2 separate regions of the Ovis aries genome follow, and region 1 is linked to region 2. Evidence: chromatin contacts called from public Hi-C data. All regions are on one chromosome and are shown on one strand. Each heading gives the region's core, a stretch centred on a gene start, on an enhancer-like site or on the middle of the called end of the contact. The rest is flanking DNA. Distances are from core to core; before and after follow the strand shown.

Region 1 (4,760 bases), core at 1,614-4,113, 260 kb before region 2:
GTGTCTTTATTTACTTTGACTTAAAACTGAAGTTTTAAGTCTTTGGGGTGGTGGAAAGAATGCCAGAAGAGCCCTAAAAATGTAATGTTCCTAGGCTCTTTGCTCTGCTCTTCCTACTCCACACACTCTCATCCTGTTCTGTGACTTCATCCTAGAGCTGGTGTCTTCCAAGGCACCCTTTCCAGTCCAGACTTTTCCTGAACCTTAGACCTACATATCCCAGTGGTCTTCCAAACATCCCCTTGATATCCCACAAGCACTTCAACTCAACATTCCTCCAAATGAATCCATCATTTCTCCCACAAATACATCCTTCTCCTGGCTCTATCTCAGGGGGCACCAGCTCAGCTACTCAAATTAGAATTCTTGGAGCTGATCACCTTTGGTTTCTCTTTCTCCCTCATCAAGCTAACCAATCATAAAGTATTGATGATTAAATATTTAAAAACATATTTCTATTAGGTGGCCCAGTGGTAAAGAATCCACCTGCCAATACAGGAGACACAAGAGATGTGGGTTCCATCCCTGGGTCTGATCCCTGGGTCAAGAAAAGCCCCTGGAGAAGGAAGGAAATGGCAACCCACTCCAGTATTCTTGCCTGGGAAATCCCATGGACAGAGGAGCCTGACGGGCTACACTCCATGGGGCTGCAAAGAGTCAGACACGACTGAATGACTGAGCACACACACAAAGTCACTACTGTAGTCCTTTAGTATACAAGCCTCCTAACTTACCTGCTGATTTCATTCCCAAGCCACTTCCCTGTTTACCCAGTAAAGATTACACACAGCAGCCAAGGAGCCATTTCTACCACGTGAATCTAAGTTGGTGATTCCTCTGAGAGAGCACTTCAGTGGCTCCTTACTGCACCTAGACCAAAATGGACACTCAGCTAACCCTAACCCTCAGCTCTTGATGGGGCCACTGCTTCCTTCTCCAGTCCTGTCTTTCTCCACCACCACCCTCTTGGGATTTCCACAACTCTGTGGGTCTAGCGTAGCTCCAACACATTTAAAATCAATGCATCACTGCAACTTGAACACTTCTGTTCTTCCACAGCCCATGCATGCCTGCACTACAGTGCTCGCCTCTTGTACTGTAACTGTCTATATGAGGACTTGGTACAGAGTAGCAGTGAAGTAGCAGGGGGCTGAAAGTCCTGCTGTTTGGTCCTGGTGCCAAAAATCCAACTAAGAAGTGTGCAATCTCTCTGAGCCTCAACTTGCTTTTTGGAAAAATGGGCATTACAGTACTACCTCACAAGGTGGTTATAGGACTAAAGTAGTTCATGTATGCATAGCCCGGTCTGTGTAATAAGGGTTCAATAACTATTACTTATCTTTAATTTGTCTGTATTCTGGATTTAGATCACAAGTTCTTTGAAGATAGAAACTGATCTGAACTGAGTACATAGCTAGGTCTATTGAGCCACTTAAGAGGATTGGGACCAAACTGCTGTGGACCTCAGTTTCCTCATTTAGCAGATGTGTGGGTTGCTTGTCAGATCTTTAAAGTCTGTATGACTTGTAACATTCATTCATTCAGCAAATATTTGTTGAAAACCTATTACGTGCCACACATTGTGCCAGAAAGTGAGAAGGGACAGAGTGAAGGATCACAGTGGGCAGCAGGGAGAGAGACCAGCTTTGGAGCCAGACAGGCCTGACTCTCTGAGATTTTGCTCTGCCATGTACATATGGCAAAATTTGGACAAGTCACTGACTTCTTGAGCCTCAGTTTCCTTACAGGTAAAAGGGGATGTGTATACTTAACCCAAAAATCTGTGATGACTATTAGAAGCTATGTAGTGTGCCCTGCACAAGCTAATAAAATGTAAGTAGACTCCTCATCCTCCATTCACTTCCTCATGTACCTTTCAGGGAAAAAGATACACGTTTTGGTAAATACTCAACACACAAGTCAAAGCAAGCTAGGTGTCCCTGTGCTACGTGTGAACTGTGCTCTGTCCTGTCTGGCTCTTTGTAACCCCATGGACTGTAGCCCACCAGACTCCTCTGTCCATGGGATTTCCCCAAGCAAGAATACTACAGTGGGTTACCATTTCCTCCTTCAGGGGATCTTCCTGACCTAGGGATTGAACCGGCCTCTCCTGCCTGTGTCTCCTGCATTGGCAGGCGAATTCTTTATCACTTGAGCCACCTGCGAGGCCTCTAGAGCACCTGGGAGGTGTCCCTAGAAGCACAGAAATAAGACAGTGCAGGTGGGAACTGAATTCTTAGCTGGGGAATCCAGAAAGATTTCCAAGAATGCCCTTTGAAGGATGGGTAGGAGTTGGAAATTCCGGGTAGGGAGATGGAAGGTAATTGCAAGGTGGAACCAAGTGCCCCTGAATCTCAAAGGTTCTGAAAGGTCTCCGAGGCTGGGGGATGATGCTGGGCTGTACTTACTGCGCAAAGATTCTAAGAGGGTGGGGATTTCCCGCAGCCCCTTCCTCCGGCGTCCCCGAAGCCGCTTTTCCCAGTCCCGCCTCCCACGGGACACCACCCAGGTGGTGTAGGCGCGGGTGGCCGCTCAGCCACGGGAGGGCAGCAGCGGCCCTTTCCTGACCCCACCCCGGGCGCCTCTCAACTTTCCCGACGCCGGTCCGCCCGTAAGAGCTGGAAGGTGGCGCTGAGGCAGAGTCCTCCCGGGTCCAGTTCGCCGCGCCTAGCCCCGCCGCCCGCTCCTCCGCAGTCCAGGCATCTCCCGGACCCCGCGGGCCAGCGCCGGGCTACCGCCTGGGGCCGCGGGCGGGGGCCGGGGGCGGGCGGAGCCGAGAGCCGCCCGGCCCGCCCCTCCCGGCCAGTCGCCCCTCCCCGCCGCGGCGCTGGAGGAGGGCGGGGCGGCGGGGCCCCGCGGGTCACTCTGCCTCCCGCACCCGCAGCGCAGCTGGAAGCGGCGGAGCGGAAGGTACCCGGGTTGGGGCTGTGGGCGGCGGAGTCCTGGGCATTGGTCCCCGGCAGAGCACTTTCCCTCTTCTCCAACTTGGCTGGAGCTCGGGGCGCCGGCCGGGGAGGGGCTTTGGCCCGAGCGCGGGCCCCTTCCCTCCCCTCGTACGCGGCGTCTGGGCGGCGCGGGGATCCGGACGGCTGGGCCTCTCCCTGCCCTCCTGGGCTACTGTGGGGGGCGCCGGGAATTGTCCCGCAGGGCCTCTCGCCTCTAGGTGTCCGAGTCGAAGTCCGTTCCCTTCTCTCGGCTTCCCAGAACCTGCTTGGCAGGGCGAGGAGGAGAGGGGGCAACTTGGGTCTCCGCGAGGGAGCTCCCGCGCAGATGCTCAGCTCCCAAGTCTGGCGGCCCGCGGTGGACCTTGGCTGGGGTGTGAGTTGGGGCCCGAGTCCGGCTTGAGGTGGGAATTCCCCCCCGCCGGGCCTGTGAAGTGGCAGGAATAAGGGTGGGGTGTGACCGCGGGGGCTGCCACTGCTCCGGGGTCTGGACCTCGCCCAGGATGGTTTCTGGAGCCGGCCTGGAGTGGAGGTACGGGAAATTGGGAAGGATCCAAGCCGTTTGTGTGTGTGCGTGTGTGCTGGAAAGCTTGAGATGATTGAGGAGCTGTTTCATCCCAGGGAAGGCCCCAGGAGTTCGACTCATACCACGTCCTGTGGGGTTTGGTTGCCCCTCTTGAAGTCAGTGGGGCAGTTCCTCAGGGGTTGCCTCTCACAGGGAGCTGTTGTCCTTGCTGTCTTGGCCTTGGGCCTGGTGTCTTGGCCTGGCCTGGGTCTAGGACCCCTCTGAGCTTGAAGGGAAAGTGTTAAATGAGCTAGGGGAGGGTGTGCTCCAGATCATTCCAGCATGCCCCTGCCCTGGAGTTCTGGCCTCTGACCTGCACCATCTGGTGCTACCTAAACTGCCCTGCTGGAGTGGGAGAGGGCAGTGGCAAACTCAGAGCTAGGCAACTGGTATTCACCCTGGTGGTGAATGCCCTCCATCTGTCCATCAACGCTGCCTGTGCCAGGTTGGGGCTACTGCAGCCTGTCTTCCCTCAGTTGGACCAATGGACTTGTGGGAATGTGAGAGGGAGTTGGTCACTTGGGTAGAATTTTCAGGAGACCCCCTTTTCTGAAGGATGGTTTCCATTTGTGGAGGAAATCAGCTGGCAGGGTGAATGCCTTCTTGCTTGCCTTTTGGGATATCAGAAAGCCCCTGTTGTGGTGTTAGAGAGTGGCTGTGCGCTCAGCTCCTATAAATTCCATCTGATTCACATCCGCTTCCCCTCATCCCAGTGTTGTGCCTGTGTGTGTAGAGGGGAGGGAGGCCACCCGGGATCCCACTGTTGAAGAGAACTTGCCTTGGGCTGTAATATTCGCTTCCAAAAAGGCAGACCAGGGCTGGGCTGTGAGGTGGTGGTGGTGGTGTGTGGGGAGTGAGGGAGCTCAGCCTAGTTTGACAGGATGTGGGACTGAGAGAAAAAGCCAGGTTTGGGGCCGAGATCAGATTACCGTCCCCTTCTTTCTTAACCACTCCCTGTGTGGCTGGCGCTGGAATTGGCCTTCATTTGTCTCCCTTTTGGAGTTCCTCCCAGCGCCGGCTCCAGCTCCCGCTCCTCCCCACAGCCTCAACTTCATCTCAGGCCCGAAGCCCGCCCTCTCTTCCTCCCAGGCTGGGGGCCTGGGAACTCCAGCCGGCTGGAGGTCAGCTCCTCTCCCCAGGGAAGGAGGAAGTGAGGCTCAGCTTCAGGGGCAAAAAGAAGCTGGCAAGGTGTGATGAACTGTGCAGCTGCCCTTCGGTGTGTGTTGGGGGCAGGGGACACATGGAAACCCCGG
Region 2 (4,655 bases), core at 881-3,380:
AAAAAGTCTCGAAGCAGAGGAACTCTCGATACCGCCCCCCGCCCCCGCCCCAGCTCCATAGGAGAATAGAGGATTCAGGGGGAAGGCTCAGGAATACAGAATGGGGGATGGGAGGAACCCAAGTTGGGGAAGGCCGATTCGTCCGTGGAGCTGGCTGTCTAGGTCGGGTCTTTTGATTTTTGCATCGTCCCATCTCTCTTCTTTTTGAAAACACTGATTTTTATCTTATGGATAAAATTACCTCTGGTCCCTCCCTTGCGAGCAAGGACAGGTGTTGGAAGAGATGTCTGGCCTCCTAGGGGTACAAAATGGGGGCGGGGGCGGCAGTCTAAAGAATGGGAACCTGTACGCCTTCTCCCAAGGTTGAGGGGCTAGGTGAGGGACCTTTTAAATGAGGGGTATCAGGAAACCAGCCCCTTCTGGGAAGCTGGGATTGATGGGGGACAGTAAGTAGCTGCAAGCACCCTCGAAGGATGAGGAGCCGCCTCCTCAGGGAATACCGGGAGGTAGAGGAGACGGCCCCGCCCCCTCAGGGGATGGGCGCGAGTGGCAGCTGGTACGGTGGCGGGAGGACACCGGCGGTTCTACCCCTGTTTTTCTTTCGAGAACCTGGCCTCCCAGCCGCCGCCAAGCCCCGGCGCCAACGGCTCCTACCTTTTCCCGGCGCTCAAGGTTCCTCTCCCTGCCGCCTCCGCCACCCTCTCCATCCACAGCCCCTCGAGGCCCCGCCCCTCAACAGCCAGGCGGGGGCACTGGCATTCGGCAGAGCCAATGGCCTCCTCGCCTCTCCAACCCCGAAACCAATCCGCGCCGGCTGGAGGAGGGGCTTCTCCAATGTCATTTAGGCTCCTCCCGGGGCCCCAAGATCCCTTTTGTTTGGGGAGAGCCAAGCTGGGATTGAGCTCGCGTCACTTCCGGGAGGAAGCTCAGTCCTCCTGCCCCGGCTCGGGGTGGGCTTGCGCCCCTCCGGGCCCGGATTCTGCAACTTTCCACCTTCTATGGGCTTTCGGGACCAGATGGTGGCGAGTGCTTCGTGTGTACCCTCGTTGTACGGGAAGCTCAGGAATGGGTTTCGGGTGTCCTGACTGACTGGGCACATTAACGTTTCATCCAAAATGTTAATAAATGAAGTGCGCTCTGGTGTTTAGAAAACCTGCTGTTGAAAACCTGGTAACGTGGCTTGCCTGTTCTACCCCCCGACACACTTTTTTTTTTTTTTTTGGCGGGGGGCGGGGGAGAGGGGGACAAAGCGTGTGCTAGAGAAGGGAGCAAAGATGAAAAACCCAGAGACCCCTCTTTTCACATTATATTTGGAAGAGAATAGTAGCTTCTGGAGCCCCTGGAACCCCTGGAGTGGAGACGCCGGGTAGCTTTCCAACCCGACTTCCTTTCCAGGTAGAAATCGAATGAATAAAATTTCTGTGTGTCAGTGTTTTCTACGCTGTTTTCCAAATGAGAATTTTTGTGTCTTTGGCCCCATTGTACTGTAGGCTGCCGCAGCCCTGCTGGGACAAAGGACAGTAGAGGATGCAAGGAATGTCTGTCCCTCGTGAACACAGGAATGCAGATCTGGTGGCAGCAAGCCCTTGTTTAGTCGCTAAGTCACCTCCGACTCTTTTGTGACGCAATGGGTCCGCCAGGCTTTTCTGTCCATCGACTTTTCCAGGCAAGAATACTGGAGTGGGTTGCCATTTCCTCCTCCAGGGCATCTTTCTGATCCAGAGATCGAACCCGCATCTCCTGCATTGCAGGTGGATTCTTTACCGCTGAGCCACCTGGGAAGCCCCGCACTAAGCCCTCCAGCACCAAATAACCCAGAGAAGGGCGAGGGTGCATCCCTTCCTGAGGTCAAAGTTTCTGGATTTCTTTATCCCTTTCACGGATTCCAGTTCAACTGGTTAAACGAATAATAATCACATTGCTTTAAATATAATACATGCTTACAATTATTTATAATGCACAAGTAATATGAATTAATTTCAATGTATTATTTCTAATATTAACAATTATTATTAAGCAAAGCAGTAGTGAGGCCTCCTACTCACCTAGGCAGACTGTCTCAAGACAGATCCAGCTCTGTCCACACGCAGTTTGCAGTCAGGTGGAGGGATGTAGTCAGTCGGCAAACATAGGGAAGTTCGAAGGAAGTAAACCAGTATTAATGCCATTTTGTTGCATAAGTGCTCAGTCAGGTCTGACGCTTTTGTAACTGCATGGATTGTAGTCCACCAGGCTCCTTTGTCCATGGGATTTTCCTGGCAAGAATGCTGGATTGTGTTGCCATTTCCTCCTCCAGGGGATCTTCCCCACTCAAAGATCAAACCCTTGTCTCTTGCACTGGCAGGTGGATTCTTTACCACTGAGCCACCTGGGAAGCCCTATTAATGCCATTCAGTTCAGTCGCTCAGTTGTGTCCGACCCCATGCCAGGAATCCCTGTCCATCACCAACTCCTGGAGCTTCTCAAACAGATGTCCATCGAGTTGGTGATGACATCCAACCATCTCATCTTCTGTCGTCCCCTTCTCCTGCCTTCACTCTTTCCCAGCATCAGGGTCTTTTCAAATGAGTCAGTAGTTCACATCAGGTAGACAAAGTATTGGAGTTTCAGCTTCAGCATCAGTCCTTCCAATGAATATTCAGGACTGATCTCCTTTAGGATGGACTGGTTGGATCTTCTTGCAGTCCAAGGGACTCTCAAGAGTCTTCTCCAACACCACAGTTCAAAAGCATCAATTCTTTGGTGCTCAGGTTTCTTTATAGTCCAACTCTCACATCCATACATGACTACTGGAAAAGACCATAGCTTTGACTAGATGGACTTTTGTTGGCAAAGTAATGTCTCTGCTTTTTAATATGCTGTCTAGGTTGCCATTCCTGCAAGTTATTTTCATATAATGATATTTAATCTTCACACAGGAGACATGAATTTGATCCCTGGGTTGGGAAGATCCCCTGCAAAAAGGAACAGCTACCCACGCCAGTATTCTTGCCTGGAGAATTTCATGGACAGAGAAGCCTGGTGGGCTACAGTCCATAGGGTCTCAAAGAGTCGAACACAGCTGCGCAGGCATGCACACATACGCACACAAATGTAATATCTTTCCTAACCTGTAAGATAGACCATTGGTGCCTATTTTACAGAGAAGAGAGAAATTCAGAGAAATCAAGTAAAGCCATAGAACTAGTAAATGGAAAACAAAGACCTTCCAACAAGGATGTGGATTCCAACTCTGTGCTATATTCTGCTCTCTATACACTTGGCTTTCAGGAGGAGGGCTGGTTCAGAGAGTGAGTCTGGATGACCTCCAACTAGCATTAGAAACAGAAATGGGCTCCATGTCTCCCTCTATTGACTGCTGGCTTGAGAATGTCCTCTGTATGTATATTTGAAGGACAAGAGGACTGTACTGAAGGGCTTCACAGCAGCTCAGATGCTTCTGAAGTAACAAATAGGAAATTCAGAACTTCAGAAAGACATCATTCCCTGTGTTCTGAAAGGCAAGATGAAGGGCCAGGGACATAGTAGGTGTTCAACAAATACTGACTTCACTTGAAACAAAATGTCTGGAATGGTTAAAAACAGAGTTTCAGTGCTGGACTAGGCCCACGAATTTGAAAAATTCCATTTCCTCCTCCGCCCTTTTGCCCTGCCTTCTGGGTGTGCAATGAGGAAGTGCCTCATTGCCCGACAGTGAGGCAGATGCAGAACAGGCTATTTTCTGCTGGCTTCTGAGTCACTGTAAGAGTTGTCCCAGTGAATCAGCTCACCCCTCCTCCCCTCCTTCCCTTTGTTAACCCACCATTACCCATTCTACTCCCAGGTTGACCTGGCACCTACTTCCTTCAGAGCAACTGGCGGCTCCCCAGATTTTCTGAGCTCTTGCTGACTTTCCTCAGTGAGTGTGGGAGGACCCAGCAAGAATGAGGTCATCCCTGCCTGGTAGGATTGAGTCCTGAGGGTATTCAGATTATTATCCTTTTAATTCATCACCCCTGGAGCTAGTGCATGGCCAGAGCCTGTGAATTTGAAGTTCAATGATTCTTCAAATGTATAAAATGTCTAAATAAATTAGAGTCTGGCACACAGGTGTACAGAGGTAGAAAGGGGGTTTGTAATAATTTCCTAAAGTTGTATAACACAACATACTATTTTTATATCTATTATTGTATCAACATGCCAGTAGTATTTATTAAATGCCTACTGTATGTCAGGTAACAATTTAGTAAGAAGCACTAAAGAGTATAGTGTGTGTTAGTTTTTCTCCAAATGAGTAAACATCTTAGGTAGGTGTACCATGAATGTTTATTGCTGGTTTGGGGAAGGCAATGATAGAGTAAAAGAGGGCTAGACTGGAAATGTAAAAGAAAAATTTGTGAGTTCTGCTGGAGTTCTCCCTGTCACAAACTGTAGTTTCTTAGGGCTGCTGTGACAACTGACCTTAAATGGGGTGATTTAAAATAACAGAGATGTATTCTCTCTCAGTGAGGAGGCTAGGAGTCTGAAATTAAGGTTTTGACAAGGTTGGTTCCTTGGTGAGGGGTGTTGGTGGGAGTGGGCTTATGGAGGGTCACCCTGCTCTCCTAGCTTATGAGGGTTCCTGGAAATCCTTGGCTTGTAGCTGAATTGTGTTATTCTCTGCTTCTGTCTTCACA

What was found. A called contact is a pair of places that touch in the nucleus more often than the background predicts.
Region 1: a contact with region 2 is called in a Hi-C map of hypothalamus, with 6 times the contacts expected there. The contact joins the promoter of RHOC here to the promoter of CTTNBP2NL in region 2. A contact is called at or near these places in 8 of 16 Hi-C or Micro-C datasets (blood, hypothalamus, liver and 3 more).

Annotation. Positions count from the first base shown.
Region 1 is chr1:90,101,162-90,105,921 of ARS-UI_Ramb_v3.0, reverse strand. It overlaps RHOC (ras homolog family member C), which reads left to right and starts at 2,863. Exons shown (of 5, transcript XM_060412792.1): 1 at 2,863-3,474. It overlaps PPM1J (protein phosphatase, Mg2+/Mn2+ dependent 1J), which reads left to right. Exons shown (of 11, transcript XM_042252585.2): 10 at 1-2,910.
Region 2 is chr1:89,839,976-89,844,630 of ARS-UI_Ramb_v3.0, reverse strand. It overlaps CTTNBP2NL (CTTNBP2 N-terminal like), which reads right to left and starts at 2,130. Exons shown (of 5, transcript XM_042252468.2): 1 at 2,046-2,130.